Regions from separate parts of the Sus scrofa genome. Here regions 1 and 3 are each linked to region 2. The links are chromatin contacts, called in public Hi-C and HiChIP or PLAC-seq maps. All regions are on one chromosome and are shown on one strand. Each heading gives the region's core, a stretch centred on a gene start, on an enhancer-like site or on the middle of the called end of the contact. The rest is flanking DNA. Distances are from core to core; before and after follow the strand shown. Region 1 holds the start of ZFAND3 (AN1-type zinc finger protein 3). Region 2 overlaps ZFAND3 (AN1-type zinc finger protein 3). Region 3 overlaps ZFAND3 (AN1-type zinc finger protein 3).

Region 1 (3,325 bases), core at 166-2,665, 200 kb before region 2:
TGGGCAGTAGAAGGGTGCTGGGAACCAGAGGAAGGGGCAGAGGACAATACAAGGGACAGAACCTTAGGCAATGTCTTATAAATACTGGGTACTCAATAAATGCTTGCTAATTGGAATAACTGGCAAACAGACAGGAATGCAAGCTGTTTGAAAGATGACAATCATGTTTGACACAAAATTTTCCTTTCGGTTTTAGGGTTTCTTTTTCCACAGACAAAAGAGTCACCAAGATGCCAGTAGAGAGAGTGCTACTTAATCTTTGTTAAACTCAAAGACTGCAAACCTTGCATGAATGTGGCAATTTTATGTCAGCTTAAGAGAAGATTTAAGGAAATATGAGTCCAATGAGAGCTAGGTGTATTGTATGAGTTCATTCATTCTATAGGTTTTTGACAGAAACATTTATTGAAGGCTTAGGAAAATCCACAAAGCTGAAACTAAATATTGCTCAAAATAAATCAGCATTCACATTTGGGGGTGCTTTGGTTTTAAGTGGTTTGATCTCTGCAATTGCTGTCTTCATCATCAACAGCCTCTTTAGGAGGATGCTAACTAAATGTGTTCCTTGCTCCTCAGAGGCCAAAAGAAGCAACAACATTTAATAAATCAACAGAACATGCACAAACAGAATGGTATAAAAAGAAATAACATTTGATAATAAAGTTCATGTAAGGCTCTCTTACTCCTGCCAGGTCGGGGGAACACCGCAGCTATTTCTAAGAGCCATAAGGGCCTCAGCTGTGGATCACCTTTCCAGGAAGTCTGGTGGAAGTTTCCTCCTCCTTGAATTTAGTCATCAACAACTGCCTTCTGTTCATAATTGGTTGGAGGTCAGTATAAGTTCCGGATCAAAGACAAGGAACGCTAAAGGACTCATTTTCTTAGTGGCTCAAACTTTTTGATCACTTAATTGCCATCACTGACTCGGCCATAGCTCCTCTCTAAAAATCAAAACGTCCACTCCAGGAAGAACAGAGGTTCTTCTAGTCTAGGCACAGGGAGTGGACTTGTGTCTCTGAGGTTGGGGACGCCGATGGGGTTAGAGGCACAGAACATGACTAAGACAACCACCCTCCCACCCCTTGCCATTGCTGCTGCAAAGAAGGAGGGTTATATTTCCCAGAAGTTCATTACTGCCAAAGGGTGACCAGTTCCCTGGGTGAGTTGGGTGTGGCAGGACTGGGAAGAGAGATTTCCAGGGGTTAGCAGTTGGTGGAGAAATGTTCCCCAGTATCTCCCAGGTCCAAGAGCGAAGAGTTAGTGGGCCTCTCAGGCAGCCGAAGACCCAGGCAACCCCCGGCCGACCGAGACTCACTTCCGGGTTTGGAAGCGCTCCTCCAGGCCCCTCCCCATACTGGGTTACGGGTGTCTCCGGGCGCATGCGCAGCGCTCAGGCGCCGCTCTGGGACTGGCCCAACTTACCTAAACAACTAATCTGCTCCTCCCCCTCTCGCTTGGGGCGTACCATTCGCGTTTGGGGGAAAGCAACGTGCCCCAGAGTACTCAGAAGCCTGCTCCCCTTTTTCACACGAGGGGAAGGTAAGTTTGCCTCAGATTCTAAAAGTTCCAACATAAGAAAGCCTCAAAAACCCGTCGCCGAGTGTTAGCTCAACGGTCTCGGCTTTGCCCACGGCCCAGTTCTCTTCCTTTGAGGCGCTGAACAAAGTGGCACGCCCGGATCCCAGCTGATCAGCTGCTGGGCTTTGGCGGCGGCTCCCCCGGGCGAGACCATTGTGACTCCTTGGGAGGGGTGCGTGAGGAGGGGAGGGGGCGGAGCGGCCATTGTCCGGTCAGCGCAGCCTCCGGGGGAGGGGAGGGTGTTACGGAGCGAGCGCGGCCGGGGGTTTCACAGCGGCCGCTGCTACGCCAGAGCCGGCGGGGGCCTCAGATCCTTGCCAGCGCCGCCGCACGGGACATCGCTCTGGCTGGAAGCGGCGGTGGGAGCTACCGAGGGCGCCGGGTCTTCCCTCCTCTCCCGCGGTCCTCGGTTCACCCGCACGCCCCACCTCCTCAGCTCCCCTCCCTCTGCTCTCCGCGCCTCCCCCAGCCCCCCCGTCTCCGTAGGTCGAGTGGTGCGGCCCGCCTCCAGCTGACCGGCCTGGAATCCCGGCTCGGAGCCCCGGACTCGCGCCCGCCCGCGCGCCCGCTCCCTCCCCCTCCCCCCGCCCCGAGCCCCCCGACGCCGCCGCCGCCGCCGCCTCCTTCTAGCGGGGCCCAGGCCCAGCCGCTGCCACCGTCGCCGAGCTCCGACGCCGCCGCCGCCGCCGCCGAGCACCATGGGAGACGCCGGGAGCGAGCGCAGCAAAGCGCCCAGCCTGCCGCCTCGCTGTCCCTGCGGCTTCTGGGGGTAAGTGCCCAGGCTGGGTGGGGGTGGGGGCGGGGGCCCAGGCGCTGGCGCCGGGGCTGCCTGGTCAGGCCTCGGGGCCCTGGGAGGCCGGAACCCTGGGGACTGGGCCCAGGCCGGGCCTTCGGGGAGGGGGCAGGGGCCGCGTCCTGAGGGAGGGTGCGGCGTGGGGAGCTGGGGGTGGGCAGAGGAGGCCCTGCCCGAGGTGTGCTGCCACCCTCGGGACTGCCTGCCGGAGACTTGGGCCGAAAGGGGCCGCCCGGGCCTGGTAAGGGGGCAGGGCTGCGGGCAGCGATGAGGGGGCGGTGTTGGCACCTCCGGGTGGAGCTGAGGTGCCCCCTTCTCTTGGCTTGTGAAGGCCAGCCCTTCCTCCCCTCTTTGGTAGGAGTTGGTGCCCAGGCAGTAGGAGGGTATTTCCTCTGACTTTTTCACCTCCCCTGCTCCCTGTCCCCCAGAGACTTGCATCATCACTTCCTAAATTATATCCCAGTGCCCCATTTGCTTTTAGGAAGCTGTTCACACGTCACCCATTTTTACAAGTCAGGCCCAGAACCCAGGCTAGGGTAAAGTTATAAGACTGTCGAGGTCTCACCTTTATTTAAAGCACGTTTCAGAAGATCTGTAATATTTCCTTGTCAAAAAAACTCAAGTCAGCTGGCTTAAGAACGTGAGAGCCAATTAGCTCAATTGGGTCAAATTTTCCTTCTTTCCTCACTTTTTTTTTTTTAATTCATGATAAAAGTATCCGCCTTGGCCAGCCTGTGTTATTACTTGGCCATCCTGTGTTAAGAGTGAAAATATATGAGATGGGAAATCAACTTTCCCACCTGTAGTTAGAGTTTAAATTCTCCTTGTAACATTTGGAGAGTTTTTATGGATTGCCACCCGTCTTACCTAACAGGTGCTTGCATCATACCTTTTGACTCTAGATCTGTTGTAAGGAAACAGGAGACTTTGAAGGCCGACTTGTGAGGTTTAGTC
Region 2 (3,345 bases), core at 207-2,706:
AAGTTTTTCTGGTTTCAGTGTTCCAGAGTTCTAAACTAACATGATAAACTGTGTTGATTTTTTAAAAAACTGCTTTATTGAGATATAATTCACATTCCATAAAATTCATGCATTTAAAGTTTACAATTCAGTAGTTTTTAGTATATTCACAAGAGTTGTGCCGCCATCACCACAATATAATTTTAGAATATTTTCATCTCCAAAAGAAATTCTGTACTCATAAAGTATATTGATTTGATCATCCTTAACCACATATTTTGTATAATAGTTGCTGGCTCTCGAATACCGTTAATAACTCAAAAGAGTGACTCTAGTGGTAGAGGTTTTAGACACTGTGATAAGGATATCAGAGATAATCATTTTGGTGCTTCCGATGCTGAGCTGCTCTGCCATGTAATTAGGACAGGCCCTGGATGTGGAATGAATGGATCACCTCTTTTGTATTTTATTTAGGATTAAGACACAGTTTGGGGGAAAGCTGGGCTTGTTACTAAGGGTTCCATGGCTAGCTAGTAGCTATGACAATGTGAGAGCAGTGATAAAAGGACATCTTCCAGAATTAGCGTGGTGAGCAGCAGTGACTGAATGCTCCTCCATGTTGTGACTAGTAAAGTAATTACCACCTGTACACTGCATGTTTTACATTTGTAGATCTTTACATGTAGGGACTTGTAGACATTTGTTATGGACTGTTAAAGATCCAAGGGAGAAAAATTATTTCTATGTATATCTTAATTTTAGCATTTATTTATTTATTTATTTTTAAAATTTATTTATTATCTTTTTGCTTTTCCTAGGGCCTCTCCCGTGGCATATGCAGGTTCCCAGGGTAGGGGTCAAGTTGGAGCTGTAGCTGCCAGCCGACGCCAGAGCCACAGCAACATAGGATCCGAGCCATGTCTGTGACCTACACCACAGCTCATGGCAATGCTGGATCCTTAACTCATTGAGCAAGGCCAGGGATCGAATCCACGACCTCATGGTTCCTAGTCAGATTCGTTAACCACTGAGTCCTGATGGGAACTCCTTGAGCATTTATTTTTATTCTTCTGATTAATTTTCTGTCTTTACCTGTTATTGTTAGAATCAGTTTATTTCGTTTTTGTTTTTGTTTTATTTAATGGACCTACCATATGGACATTTCTGGGCCAGAGTTTGAATCTGAGCTGCAGCTGCAACCTTCACCACAGCTGCAGCAATCCCAGATCCTTTAATCCAACCTGCTCCTCTGCAGTGACTCAAGCTGCTGCAATTGGATTCTTAGTCCATTGCACCAACAGTGGGAACTCCTATTTTTAATGAAATTTTAAATTGGCTTTTTTTGAGATAAAATTTATTTAAAATAAAAGTCAATGACATTTAAGAGTGTAATTTGGTAAGTTTGGGCATATGTATATAGTCGTGTAATCAACAGCATGATCATGATACATACTGCATTTCTATCACCCCAGAAGTTTCCTCATACCTCTTGGTTAGTTAGTCATCCTACTCCTTCATCTCTGGTTCCTGCAGCCACTGATCTGCTGTCATTACCATTTTGCTTTTTCTAAAAATTCATATCACTATAAGTATACAGTATTTAGTCCTTCATGTCTGGCTTCTTTCACTTAGCATAATATCGTTGGGACTCCTTTATGTTGTTGCATGTTCCAGTAGTTTGTTCCTTTTCGTTGTACGGGTTTACCACAATTTGTTGAGTTGACACGTGTGTTGCTTTCAGTTTTGGACTATTTTGTGTTAAGCCGCTATGAGCATTTGAATATAGGTTTTTATATCGACATATTCATATATATATTTTGCGTAAATACGCAAGAGTTGTATGTTTGATAGAGTATAGCAAGTGTATGCTTCACTATATAAGAAATTGCTAAACGGTCTTCCAAAGTGGCTATACCACTGTATATTCTATATTCCCATTAGTATCATAAGACAGTTCCAGCTGTTCCGCATCTTTGTCAACACTTGGTATTGTCATTCTTTTCAAATTTTAGCCATTCCGGTGAGTGTGTGGTAATAAATATTATGGTTTTAATTTGTGTTTCCTTAAAGTTTGTTTTTTAATGGATGTGGATATGTACTTTGTGACACTATGTTAAAAGCACCAAATGGGAAGTAATTTTGTGTTGCTGTGTCTTTTTTTTTTTTAGATTTTATTACCATTTTGCTTTGTAATCTTTATATTCTCAGAATATAATTTGATTCTCCACAATTAGAAGCACAGTTATTTTATATTTTAATTGGTTTTCTAACTGTCTAGAAATCTTTTAGATACTTAAAATATGATCAAATACTGTAATTCTTTGTGATTATACCTTATCAGTTAGGATTCTGGGGAAATAAAACCTTATATAAATCTTCAAAGTGATTTTTAACCCTTACCCTTTTCTCAGTTAACTAACAGATACATAATTGTATTTCATAAGTCATTCTTTTTTTGGTGAATTGGTAATACGAAAATATAGAAAAGAGAAGGATATACTCAGGTTTTGACATTTGATAGTTGGGATATATATAGCATGTTGAGGCATATTCTGTACAAGAATTGAGATTTTCAGCCTGCTAAGCTTCAGAGTATATATGTGTATATATATATATGTGTGTGTGTATTCAGTATATATTCATATATATTCAGTATATATATATTAATATTTATTTTTTATATTTTATTTTTTGTCTTTTTGCCTTTTCTAGGGCTGCGTCTGTGGCACATGGAGGTTCCCAGGCTAGGGGTCTAATCAGAGCTGTAGCCACTGGCCTACGACAGCAGCACAGGATCCAAGCCGCATCTTTGACCAACACCACAGCTCACAGCAATGCCAATCCTTAACCCACTGAGCAAGGCCAGGGATTGAACCCGCAACCTCATGGTTCCTAGTCAGATTTGTTTCCATTGCACCATGGTGGGAACTCCGCTTCATTATCTTTTAAATGGTGGTGAGGTGGAGGCAGTGGTGGACTGCTGCTGCCTGCTCTGTAATGTAGATATTCTCCTCCATATTGGAGAAATTGTATCTTGTTGCCAAGAAGTAGGGGAACTATTGGGTAAAATATCTGAGCAGCCAAATTTGATATCCTGTTAACATTTCATTGCCCTGAGGGAGCCTCTCCTTTCTGTTTGAAACCACTTTTTAATCTTTATGTAATGATGTGATAGGGTCCAGGAATCTTAACTTGAATGTCAATTAAGGGCCTTTGGGAAAGTAGGGGAGGGTGAGGGATACATCAGACTTGGCCACCCTCTAGTGGCTGCCGTGGCCATACTGCAATTTAACTGATCCTTTTCTAGTGTGCTTTAGAAAGGACCCGGCTGAGGGACTTGTCTCTGTAGAATTCCTTTCTGTTCTG
Region 3 (3,212 bases), core at 51-2,550, 150 kb before region 2:
CCAGAGCCACAGCAACGCGGGATCCGAGCCGAGTCTGCAACCTATACCACAGCTCACGGCAACGCCAGATCGTTAACCCACTGAGCAAGGGCAGGGACCAAACCCGCAACCTCATGGTCCCTAGTCAGATTGTTAACCACTGCGCCACAACAGGAACTCCCCTTTTAATAATATTGTTGAATTCAGTTTGCTAATTTTTTTTTTGGAGGATTTTTGTATATATGTTCATTAGGGATATTGATTGTTAGTTTTTTTGTAGTTTCCTCACCTGGTTTTGGTGTCAGATGATGCTGGCCTCATAAAATGAGTTTGGAAATGTTCCCTCTTCAATTTTTTTGGAGTCTGAGAAGGATTGGTATTAATTCTTCTTTAAATGCTTGATGGAATTTACAAGTGAAGCCATCTATGCCTGGACTTTGGTTCGTTGGGAAGATTTTGATTCTTGAATAAGTCTCTTTACTAATAATTGGTTTGTTCAGGTTTTTTTGTTTTGTTTTGTTGTCTTTTTTTTTTTTAGGGATGCCCCCTTGGCATATGGAGGTTCCCAGGGTAGGGGTCAAATCAGAGCTGTAGCTGCCGGCCTACACCACAGCCACAGCAACGCAAGATCCAAGCTGTGTCTGTGACCTGCATCACAGTTCACGGCAATGCCGTATCCTTAACCCGCTGAGCGAGGCCAGAGATCGAACCTGCAACCTCATGATTACTAGTTGGGTTCATTAACCACTGATCCGCAATGGTAGCTCCATGTTTAGGTTTTTTTCTACCTCAGTTTCTCAACTTAATTTCTTAGTTTTGATAGGTTGTATGTTTTAGGAATTTATCCATTTCTTCTAGGTTGTCCATGTGTTGACATAATTGATCATGTATCTGTTATTGAACAGTAATTTGTGTGTCTGTGGGAGCACGTTAACCAAATTTCCAATACACATGTTCTAGCCTTTACTTAAGGAGACATCATGTTGTGATGCAGAGCGCATTGCCCTTGGAACCAGAAAGCCTAAGTTAACATCTTGTCCCCACCACTTGTTAGCTTTGTTATCTTGAATAAGACCACCTCTTCACACCTTAATTCTCTTAACTGTAAAATAAGCATATTTCCTGCATTTCAGAAAGGTAGTTTTAGGAATCAAGTATGGTAATGTGTATGGGAGAACTTTTTAAGCAGAAAAGAGAAAATTTGGGTTTTATATTTAGTTTCTATTTGTTTCAGACCTTTTTCATGAAGACAGTCATGACTCGCTTTTTGCTTAGTGCAGATTTTATCTGAGTAATCTGTGTTTGGCAATTTGAACTTTCAGTATTTCCTATTGTTGGTCCTCCCCCCATAGTTAGGATTCATAACTATGCCTGTCTGCAGTTATCAGCAGAGACTGTGCTGCTCCTTAAACTGTGTCTCAGATACACATAATTTCCAGGGCCCTAATAACTATTTTCTGATGAACCTTATGGTCACAGACTGAAAATGAGGTTTGCTTTTTGGGGAGGGTCATGATAGCAGCAGCCTGGAGACCAGCAGGTAAGGCTTTGGGGTGAATAATACATGAAGACTAAATTGATGAGTGGGCTCCTGGGATTATGAGACTGGCCTTGTACTTCAGTTAGTTTGGGTAATATTTTAGAAAGTAGCAACTTTTCTCCATAGTCATTTGAATTTTTTTTTTTTTTTGCTTTTTAGGGCCTCACCCGAGGCATATGGAGGTTCCCAGGCTAGGGTCCAATCTGAGCTGTAGCCACTGGCCTACTCCATAGCCACAGCAATGCAGGATATGAGCCGTGTCTGTGACTTACACCACAGCTCACGGCAACGCCAGATCCTTGACCCACGGAGCGAGACCAGGGATTGAAACCGAAACCTCATGGTTCCTAGTCTGATTCGTTTCCACTGCGCCATGAAGATTAACTTTAAAAAATTTCCCAAATTTCAAAAATTTGTTAGCTGTATTACTTGACTACAGTGTTAATGATCTTGCACTCCCCCTGCTGGCTGACTCTTTAGAAATACAATGAATTAAGGAAAAGAATACTAATTCTGAGCTGAGAGTATCTGTCAAATTTTATATTCTTTGTAGAAGTGGCTGATGTTATAGGAGGTGTCATTCGAGTAAGGAATTGATGCATTATGTCTTTCCTTTTTTGTGACTTGTTTACAGTGGTATTTAGTGCTCAGAGGATATTCATTTAGCATTTTTTGAAAAAAGGTAAACTTAGATTTAGTTATAGCATGTGTTATAAGTTTACTCTCCTGTGTTCTAAAAAGCCACCATTGGCCTACACCACAGCTATAGCTACGCCAGATCCTTAACCCATTGAGGCCAGGGATTGATCCCACAATCTCATGGTTCCTAGTCGGATTCGTTTCCGCTGTGCCACAACGGGAACTCCTTTAAGCTACTTTTTTCAACCAAAAATAACTTGTGGTTTGTGTGCCTTTATTTGGTCATTCATTCTTACGGCATTTATTTATTGAATGTCGCTTAGTTTCTGTAAAGCCCTGATAGGTGTTGAGGTGAACACAGAAGGATGAGGTGATACTCCATGAAGGCTTAGGGCTACTTCACTCCTAAGATCTAAACTCTCTGCCAATGAAAATATTAAATGCCAGTGTGTCATTAAATAGTGTGATGAATGCTATGGGATATTAAACACATTTGAATGTTAAAGATGATGAAGCCCATTGTGGTGTTAAAGATAAAGACAGGCATCAGAGTGCTTACAAGACTCTGAGGAATGGATGTAGTTCAGGTAGGCAGAAGTGGAGGATGTGACGGACAGGCATTCCAGGGAACAGCATGGTAAAAGGCATGAGTAGGATATTAGTGTAATTTATTTAGGGTACAGTGAAAAGCACTGTCCTGGAGCTTTACACACTTAGTCGATTTAATTCTTAAATTAATCCTCTGGTGTGGTGTGACTCTCTTTCACAGATAAAAGTAAGAAAGGCTTATAGGGGTTAAAATATTGTTAGCATTTCCATCTGCCAGTCATGAAAGTTCTAGGATTTATCTTGCATATATCTGAGTGCAGATGAAGCCTATGCTTCTCTGGCTGTAACTGAAGTTGGATAGGACCATGGAGCATAGGTATTGTGATGTGTGATTTTCATATTCCAAAATGCACTTATTGGGAATTAATGTAAATATGGCTAACTGGAGCTTTATTCTAAAACTTGGTTGTTTTTAGTGCTCGCTAAAATTTTATTGACCTATTGG

Evidence for each region. Hi-C and Micro-C count contacts between places; a contact is called where the count stands out from the background. HiChIP or PLAC-seq counts read pairs in DNA pulled down with a chosen protein or histone mark.
Region 1: a contact with region 2 is called in an H3K27ac HiChIP or PLAC-seq map of alveolar macrophages, with 6 times the contacts expected there. The contact joins the promoter of ZFAND3 here to the enhancer-like site in region 2. A contact is called at or near these places in 2 of 5 promoter capture datasets (both in liver), 3 of 47 Hi-C or Micro-C datasets (embryonic fibroblasts, epiblast stem cells and liver) and 2 of 2 datasets of contacts at active chromatin or transcription factors (alveolar macrophages and skeletal muscle).
Region 3: a Hi-C map of alveolar macrophages shows a contact between it and region 2, with 1.8 times the contacts expected there. The contact joins two enhancer-like sites. A contact is called at or near these places in 6 of 47 Hi-C or Micro-C datasets (alveolar macrophages, embryonic fibroblasts, liver and 1 more) and 1 of 2 datasets of contacts at active chromatin or transcription factors (alveolar macrophages).

Annotation. Positions count from the first base shown.
Region 1 is chr7:33,376,815-33,380,139 of Sscrofa11.1, forward strand. It overlaps ZFAND3 (AN1-type zinc finger protein 3), which reads left to right and starts at 1,416. Exons shown (of 7, transcript XM_021099854.1): 1 at 1,416-1,539; 2 at 2,048-2,347. The coding sequence starts at 2,277.
Region 2 is chr7:33,577,750-33,581,094 of Sscrofa11.1, forward strand. The region is part of intron 3 of ZFAND3 (AN1-type zinc finger protein 3); the gene reads left to right. Among named protein-coding and RNA genes, the nearest start is that of ZFAND3, 200 kb to the left of the region's middle. Within about 2 kb of position 1,457, at least 2 of the 83 cell types and tissues checked have an H3K27ac peak or open chromatin away from gene starts, as enhancers often do. A contact at or near this core is called in alveolar macrophages, where this site is marked.
Region 3 is chr7:33,432,156-33,435,367 of Sscrofa11.1, forward strand. The region is part of intron 2 of ZFAND3 (AN1-type zinc finger protein 3); the gene reads left to right. Among named protein-coding and RNA genes, the nearest start is that of ZFAND3, 56 kb to the left of the region's middle. Within about 2 kb of position 1,301, at least 3 of the 83 cell types and tissues checked have an H3K27ac peak or open chromatin away from gene starts, as enhancers often do. A contact at or near this core is called in alveolar macrophages, where this site is marked.